3 separate regions of the Hordeum vulgare genome follow, and regions 1 and 3 are each linked to region 2. Evidence: chromatin contacts called from public Hi-C data. All regions are on one chromosome and are shown on one strand. The core of a region is the stretch at or near the end of the contact, and the rest is flanking DNA. Distances in the headings are between cores, read along the strand shown. Region 1 holds the start of LOC123448635 (dormancy-associated protein homolog 3). Region 2 holds the start of LOC123448633 (lysine-specific demethylase JMJ25-like). Region 3 has its middle 55 kb from the start of LOC123446486.

Evidence for each region. A called contact is a pair of places that touch in the nucleus more often than the background predicts.
Region 1: a Hi-C map of seedling shows a contact between it and region 2, with 5 times the contacts expected there. The contact joins the promoter of LOC123448635 here to the promoter of LOC123448633 in region 2. A contact is called at or near these places in 3 of 6 Hi-C or Micro-C datasets (leaf and seedling) and 1 of 1 datasets of contacts at active chromatin or transcription factors (embryo).
Region 3: a contact with region 2 is called in a Hi-C map of leaf, with 2.3 times the contacts expected there. The contact joins the enhancer-like site here to the promoter of LOC123448633 in region 2. A contact is called at or near these places in 2 of 6 Hi-C or Micro-C datasets (leaf and seedling).

What each region holds. Positions count from the first base shown.
Region 1 is chr4H:366,705,928-366,708,627 of MorexV3_pseudomolecules_assembly, forward strand. It overlaps LOC123448635 (dormancy-associated protein homolog 3), which reads left to right and starts at 1,352. Exons shown (of 3, transcript XM_045125596.1): 1 at 1,352-1,568; 2 at 1,680-1,874. The coding sequence starts at 1,457.
Region 2 is chr4H:366,087,629-366,090,328 of MorexV3_pseudomolecules_assembly, forward strand. It overlaps LOC123448633 (lysine-specific demethylase JMJ25-like), which reads right to left and starts at 1,393. Exons shown (of 13, transcript XM_045125595.1): 1 at 784-1,393; 2 at 559-701. The coding sequence starts at 1,362.
Region 3 is chr4H:366,985,806-366,988,505 of MorexV3_pseudomolecules_assembly, forward strand. No RefSeq gene overlaps it. Among protein-coding and RNA genes, the nearest start is that of LOC123446486, 55 kb to the right of the region's middle. Within about 2 kb of position 1,361, at least 3 of the 3 cell types and tissues checked have open chromatin away from gene starts, as enhancers often do. A contact at or near this core is called in leaf and seedling, where this site is marked.

The sequences.
Region 1 (2,700 bases), core at 102-2,601, 620 kb after region 2:
GGATTGGTAAAAAAACAGACAAAAATAAATAAAAATACATGTTGTGCAACACTGGGCGCCGGCGCGCCGGCCGAATGTTTTTGGCCGGTCTGCCCCTAGCCACCCGATCTGCTATGCCCCGAGCGCTCGCCGCGCCGACCGCCGCGTCGGGGCCGCCCCGCGCTCCGGCACTCAGCTCGCCCCCGGCCGCTCGCCGCCCTGGCCGCCGGTTGGAGCTTCAAGGATGCAGCTCGTCTCCGACGCTCGACGCCTCGGCCGCCCGTCGAAGCACCATGGATGCAGCTCCGCGACTCAGCTCGTCCAGACCGCTCGTCGCGCCGGCTGCCCCGCACTCCGGGACTGAGCTCGCCCGGACCATTCGTTGCCCCCGTCGCTCGTCGGCGCACTCGCCGCTGCTCATGCCCGTCGGTCTTCACCTCATCGGTCGCACCTCACCCCCTGTGTTGCAAACGCTGGAAAAAAAGCTTCAACCCCCAGATGAAAAAGCTTCAACCCTAAATGGAAATAGCTTCAACTGGCACTGCGAATCAGGGAAAGATACATCCGCTGACACCAAATGTTTCAACCTTAGATGAAAAAAGTTTCAACCAAATGATAGAGAGAGCTTTAACCAAGTGCTGCTCAAAAACGAAAAAGGTTTCAAACGTTTACAAAAAAACTTCGACCTTGAAAGCAAAAAGTTTTAACCGTATATAAAAAAGCTTCAACCGTTAAGAAAAAAAGCTTCAACCAAATACTTCAACGAGGGAAAGGTTGCAAACGTTGACAGAAAAAACTTCAACCATAGATGGAAAAAGTTTCAACCGTCGCTTCGGCTGCAACATCTCGCATGGTCACCCTCAGTCACCGCCGTCAGATACGGCGGCTGTCGATGAAGAAGCCGCGGCGCTCGCCGACGACACCTGAGGTTGCGGGAGGAAGGGGGAGAGGAAGGAAGAAGAAGGTAAGGAAAAAAAACTGAAAAAAGAGATGCGATGAGCTAGACACATGCTCCATCTAGGGATCGAACGAACAGCGGAAAACGTTTCCCTTGTTTGAACCGCGTGGTTGTAGTTGCTTTTACCCATCGGGTGGGCGCAGGCTCGTCACCTACTCACGTGACGCCCGGTATGGCGGTCTCCTACCTGGCGCGTCGTGAGAGGCCGGCACGAGGGCCATCCCGCGAGCACAACCCATCGATCTTATCCGCAACGGGGCCCACCTGCGCCCCCGCCAACGCTTTGCAGCCCCGCAAGGAGAGATGTCAGTTTGGGCCCACCTGCATTCCCACAGAGCTCCGTAGACCAGGTTCACAGTTTCGGGAGGAAAGGCCAAGCTGCTCTATAAATAAGCTCCCGCTCGTTTCACTCGCAATCTTCTCCTTCTCTCAGATCCGAAAACTTGGGGAGACTGGTTGTTGGGTGTTCGGATCGGTCCATCCATCTCAGTGGCAGTCTGGTAATTGGAGAGACGAGGTATGGGTCTCCTCGACAAGCTGTGGGATGACACCGTCGCGGGGCCCCAACCGGACACCGGCCTCGGCCGCCTCCGCAAACTCGCCGCCCGCCCCGCCGCCGTCAAGATCAACGGTGACCGCTGCCCGCTAAAAGTCGACTTATAGTTAACCCTCGCCAGATCTTTGTACTATCAATCTGACTAGCTCCTGTGTTGTTGTTTTTTTGTCGCGTTGGGTCATTCAGATGTGGCTCCGGACGCTGCGACGGTGATCCCACCTACGACGCCGGCCAGCGGCGGGGATGCGCCGATGAAAGTTACTCGCAGCATCATGATTAAGCGGCCGGTGGGGTACCCCTCGTCGCCGAGGAGCGCGGCCAGCACGCCGCCAGCCTCCCCGCTAGGATCCACGCCGCCCATCTCCCCGTTCGCCGGCGGCGGTGAGTTCCCGTGCCCCCCATCCAACTTCTCGCATTAACTTTTTTCTTCGTAGGGGGCAGTTCGGTCACTTCTGGACGCCCCGTCGATGTGTGCGACGGGGAATGCTCGGGATGGGTAGCTTTCGTCTATGTGGCTTTTGTCCTCGAGTTCGGAAGAGTCTAGATGAGGCTAGGGACATTTTGGACATTTCTGCCCGGGCAAGTGCTTTAGCTCTCATGTCTCTTTCGTCGGATCATGACTGTATATCATCGTGTTCGATAAGTTACCATTTATGTGGTGCCTTTGAAATGCAGCAGCAACCGGATAAGTGTAACCATCAGGCTGTAAGGTTTGCCTTCCAAGACAAAATAGCGGACGCCTTTCTGTTTGTAGATAGAAGAATAAAAATGGGATACGTTTGAGCTGCTTTTATCTAGTACTCCTTGTGTGCGTGAAGTTGTCAATGGGGGTGTTGGACTGTTGGCCTAATTGAAGCCAGCTCTCCCGACCCCACTTGACGTTCGATAGCGAAGCCAGCAGTGGACCGTTCGTTAAGCCAAGAGCATAGATCTACTAATACTATTTCTAATTGGTCACCAAGTCTTCAGAGTGCACAGAAGAGTTCATACTTCTCCATTCCAAAATACTTGAAGTTCTAGGTTTGTCCTAAGACAATATGTTTGACCAAGTTTGTAGAAAAATATACCAAAATCTTCTACAATACCAAATTAGCTTCATTAGATTATAACATATAATTTTATACTATATATATTTGAGAGTGTAAATATTAGGAAACTTTTCTACACAGTTGGTCAAACTTAAAGAAGTTAGACTTAAGACTTAGAA
Region 2 (2,700 bases), core at 143-2,642:
CTGCTTCACATAAACTGATTGTGGAGTTCATAACTTGTGTCACACGCATCATTGCCGTCAACATTGATCGCCCTCCCAATTATTTGACGGTGTCTCTCCATCAAATTGGTAGTGTAACAATAAGGTTTGTTTGTACTTGATATTTTGTAAATGCACTTGGGTGCGATCAGATCTGATTCTCTTTTCAATTAGGTCATATTCAGCTTGTTCTTGAGAAGGGACCAACAGAAAAAATAAATCACATGAGTTGTGGAACATTAACTTTTTATTGTTATGAGTCAAGAATTCAAGATACAGTAATGATTATTTATTTTTTGCTTTAAAAGGCCAATGCGGAGGCTATGCTTCTGAAATTACAGGACAAGACACAAACCAGGAACATCTCCATGTGCTTCAGCAACATGTTCCAACAAGAATGCCCTAGAGTAGTTCCTATGATTTGGCAGTTCCTATGGACAAGGGCCTTCCTCTAGGATGGAACTATTCTTCAATCAAGATTGGCACTCTTCTTCTTAATAATCATAAGTGTAAAACAGTAGAATCGATATCGCAAAATACCATCTGGAGATGCAGCCGTCGCAATACCCCCTCCTGTCACAGCTGGTACACCAAACGGCATTGACACTCCTCCGGCATTGGTGGCAACTCGTCTTCACCTCCGCACAGCCTTGCAGCCCTACATAGGGTCTCCCGACCAGCTCCTGACGTCGTCGACACGAATCAACATGAGCACCCAAAGCAGCGCAAGCCGCAAAAGAAAAGAAAAAGGTAAAACCAACTGACCGCTGCGGTGCGCGAGCCGATAGCATTGTTGAGGGGTGGCCCCCTCCGCACCGCCGGCTCCGCCACGTAGACAGGCTCCCCGACGAGCCTGCCGTAGAAGGGCCTCGCGACAGCCATTGGCAGGTGCAGGGGCAGGTCGGCGTCGGCGTCGGAGTCGCCCTCGTGGGGCGGCGGGTAGGACGCGGCGGCGTAGGAGGGGGAGGACCTGCGGAGCGTGGCGCGTAGCGCGGAGGAGGCGGCGCGCTTCTTGGCCTGGACGTAGTGCTTCTCGCAGACGGTCTTGTCGGGCATGGAGGGGGCGCTGCAGCGCCACTGCTTGCCGTCGGAGCGCTTGCAGCGGAGGTCCTCCGGCACGGCGTCCATCCCCCGGCCCGTCACGCCTAGGACACGGCCATGCGCCGATCCGAGGGGAGGGGAGAGGAGGGGAGGGGGGCTAGGGTTTGGGGAGGAGATCGGGGAGGGAAAAGTGCGTGTAATGGTGGTGGTGGCGATGGTGGTGGCGGTGGCGTATAAGTGGTGGTTGGGCTCCGTGTTGTAATTTGGAGCTTTGTAGTGGGCTGCGCTGCAACAAGTCTCCATCCATCTCCGGCCCTGCCCTGCCCTGGCCTGGTCTCTCTCCTCGCCCGCCTTTCTCCCTCCCTCCCTCCCGAGTCCCGACTGCTGTGCTGTGCTGCTGGTGGTGCTGGAGTAACTTCCCTTCCTATTTGGTGGTGGGTGGTGCCTTTGCCTTTGCCTGCGTGCTCGGGGAAGAGCAGCATCTGGTTGCGCTTGCGCGTGTGTGAGCACCTGCGCAGGGGAAGGAAGACAGGGCGGAGTTACCCAGTCTGCCCCCTGCCTGGTCAGGGTTGCAGGGGGGAGACGGTCTGGTTCGGGGCTCTGCTTGGGTGGGCAGGGCGTGCTCAATGGATGTGGGCGGGAGAAATGGAAAAGGTAGTACGACGATAAATCTTCATCTTTACTATCTACTTCCTCCATATCAAAATACTTAGAACTAGTCTGGTTTTTCTTAACTATAAGTATTTAAGTATAGAAGGAGTAATAATCATGCACGTGTCTCAAATGTTAAGCAAATGAGATGCACGCCAATATAAAAAAAAAATGATCCTCAATATATATGAATTAAATAGATACACAATATTTATGATGTTGCTGGTCTCCAAAACCCAATGTCGTAGGTTCAAATCCTACAAAGCGTGATCCCATCTATCTTATGTCGAGTAGAGTAAAATAACTTAACAAAATTGAATTGTAACTCCAATTTGATTTCATCCAGACCAGAGAGGAGGTCAATAAAAAAATGACTCAATCAAAGATCCAATTGATCCCCACGCCTGTATAAGTTATATTTTCAAAGATGGGACGTCCATGTTGCTGCATAGGGACAATAATATATTCTTTCATTCATTTGGTCTCTCATATGTTGTAAATTTAGAGCATTAAATCAAGTAATCGATTTGTAACGTGCAAGATGCGGCAATTTTCTTATTTGGGGACGAGGCCTCAAAAGGGAAAAGGTCGCATCTAAGCGTTTCGCAAGCAAGATAAACATTGCATTACATAATAGATGGAAGAGTAATAAGATTCGGCTTACACTCGCCACAAGCTAAATTACAGATCCATAAAGTCATACGTATTGCAGACATAAAAAAAACAGGGTCCGACTACGGACAAGATAAACGACAAAAGCCAATGCTATCCCGCCTTGCTAGGCCCATGATCACGACCAAGTGCCTCTAGTCCTCGAGATACGTCACATACACCCTCCCACTATCCTCGTCAAACTCTCACTTCAGTTGGGTATCCTCGGAAGCATTTGTATCTGGGGTACCTGTACCTGTGGGTGGTTGTATTAATCTGTGAGCCACAAGGACTCAGCAATCTCATGACCTTGGTATCGATTCTAACTAAGCCATTAGG
Region 3 (2,700 bases), core at 111-2,610, 900 kb after region 2:
CTTTCCCTTGTTAGGATGATAGCTTCCTCCATGGTGACAAGCTTTGCCAACACATCAGAGAGTCCACGAGCAGTATAACTCGAACCAACGATGGCGACTTCCACATGCTTGTCACAAGAAACATCTGCAATGGGTTCCTGAGGAACGGGCGGATCGGGATCAATTACGAGGTCAGTTTGAACATCCATAGTCGAAGTAGCAACTTTTTTTCGTATAGGATGAGGAGGCAAATCGACTTGGATTTCCTGATGTTTTTCAACACGCTTAGGGGCTTCACGAGCCGTCGTGTCTGGATTTTATGGCTCAACGACTTCAGGGTTAGTAATTGACTCGCCAAGGTTACTTTTCTTGGCCCTCGCCCTACAAAACAAGAGGGTAGGATAAAATATATGCAAACTCAGAGTTTTAGCAAGCAAACATATGATACAAAGAAGGAAAAACTTACCTGTGGTTGATAACAAAGGATGGTAACTTCGTGGCAGATGATTCACCAGATGAAGGGGGTGATTCATGATAATATGAATGAGCGGGATTGAGAGGTTGTTTGAAAATACCAGCCTAATGATAAGACACAGTTGGACTATGAGGCACCTCATCTTGTAGATTGTAAGAAGCTGACTTGTTGGGTAAGCCGGCAACAAGAGTACAGCCCAAGTGCACCTCTTGCCTAATTTGTTATATATGTCGTGTGAACCTTCCAACCTTGCCATATGTGCTTGGGTATTAATGAGATTTGCTTCATGAGATTTTTTTGCATCGTGTCATCATAAGCATCATGTCATCATTCTAGTCTTGCCTCATGCTTGCTTGGTGGTTGATGTGCTATGTGAGAGTGTGGTGATGTGTGCTTGTTAGCGGTGAGTGGGTCTTAGCCCATTTTGTTTTCAAACTATGCGAACCAATTGTTTCTTCAAACTAGGAAAACCCCCTCTTATTCACTTAGTAGCAATGTGTGGTTTAAAAGTTGCTCAATTAAATTCTTAAAAATGTTGCACCTCTCTTAAATATTCCGTTTATAATTGTAAAAGTTAGCTCTCAACCATGTTGAGATATTTTGCTATTACTTCTAGCAAAAGGGATTGCTATAATAAATAAATGTGGGTTTTATTTTGTTGCTCTAAAAATACCAAGTTCATTTTTATAATTAGTTCTTATTGCTGGGAGTCCAAAAGTATTTTTATTTTGGCAAAACCCCTCTCTATTTGTGTTCTATAAATTTTGGATTGTTCTGTTTTTATCAAAAAAAGGAAAACCCCCCTTTTAATCTTTTCTGAGAGAGAGAGCACCCGTAGCCCTCCTGGGCCCTTTCCCCGCTGTACGCGCAACTAGTTGCACAGCCGCAACCCAACTAGCCGCCTGCCGTAGACCAGCTACCCGCTAGAAGGCAACCAGCCCCGTCGTCCCTCTCCTTCTTGTCGGAGACAGCAAGAGAGAGAGAGAGAGCGCGATGTCGTGAGAGCACCGCGGACGTCAAGGTCAGCTCCCTATAAAGCCACGCGCAGCCCCTAGGGCCCACCCTCCTGTCGCGCCGCCGCCATCTCCTCCCTCTCCCTTTATCCTTCCCCGTGCAAAGAGATTCAGAGAGACAGAGAGAAGTTCAGAGAGAGAGAGCAGAAGCCCGCCGGTTGTCTCCGTCGCCGTCGATCGCCTCCGATGGCGCCCGCGTTGCTATCTGCTGTGTCCTTCTGCACGCCGGAGACCCCCTCGGTCCGTTCCCGGTGTTAGGAGGAGAAGCACGCCTCCTCATCGCCGTCCCCAACATCTTCAATGTCGTGGACAGAGTACACTTGCGGCTCTTCTTCCTCGCCCCGGTTGCGTCGCGCATTGCCTCGCCCGCGTCTTCGCGCCTCCCCTCTATGATAATCATGTCCCTATACCCCTCTCTTTCTGTGTTAGGCTCATTGCCGTCGCATTCTGGTCGTCGTATCCGCCATAGCGCTCCACTCCCGAGCCGAGCAGGAGCTCGTGCTCGAGCTCCTCGCTACAGCAGCGTATAGGTGCTAGTAGCCACGGGAACTGGTTCCTCCTACCCCCACAACTCCCGGTAGTAGATCCCCTCTCCAGAGGCTGCCGCCATTGCGCTATAGTCCCCGGAGTCGCCGCGGTTCTGCCACCCGGTGGCGTCACCCCGAGAGGGTCAGCTAAGAGGAGCAGAACCCCTCTTCCGTCACATGCTCGATTTGTAGCGCTGTGGTACTAGCCGCTGTTTTGGCTCCGTAGGTTGTGGGTTCGACCCCCCTCCCCCGTCCGTGTTTCATTTATTTTATCTGTTACTCCCTCCGTCCCAAAATAACTGTCTCAACTTTACACTCTATTGTTTTGGATTCCTGTCAGAATTGGAAACATTCCAAATCTGAATATGCCAGATTCGGTAGTGCCTAGTTTAGTTAAGTTTTGAATTATAAGTCAGATAGGATTGTGGTGCTATTTTCATTTAAAGTTTGTGAACAATTTATGTATAGGAACATATGAGTATGATATATGGATTAGGGGTAGTATTTTCCAAGGAATCTAATGGTGGTGTTGTTCTTTTTTACTTTTGAGCAAGTTTGCAGAAGTGCTATTTTGCGATGAGGTGGCATTTTGTGATTTTTGTAGGTTTTAATTCATACACGCAATGGTGAATGTGTCACCATGAAACTGCTAGTGTTTTATTTATTTTATCTGTTATTTTTTACTATTGTTTTGGATTCCTGTCAG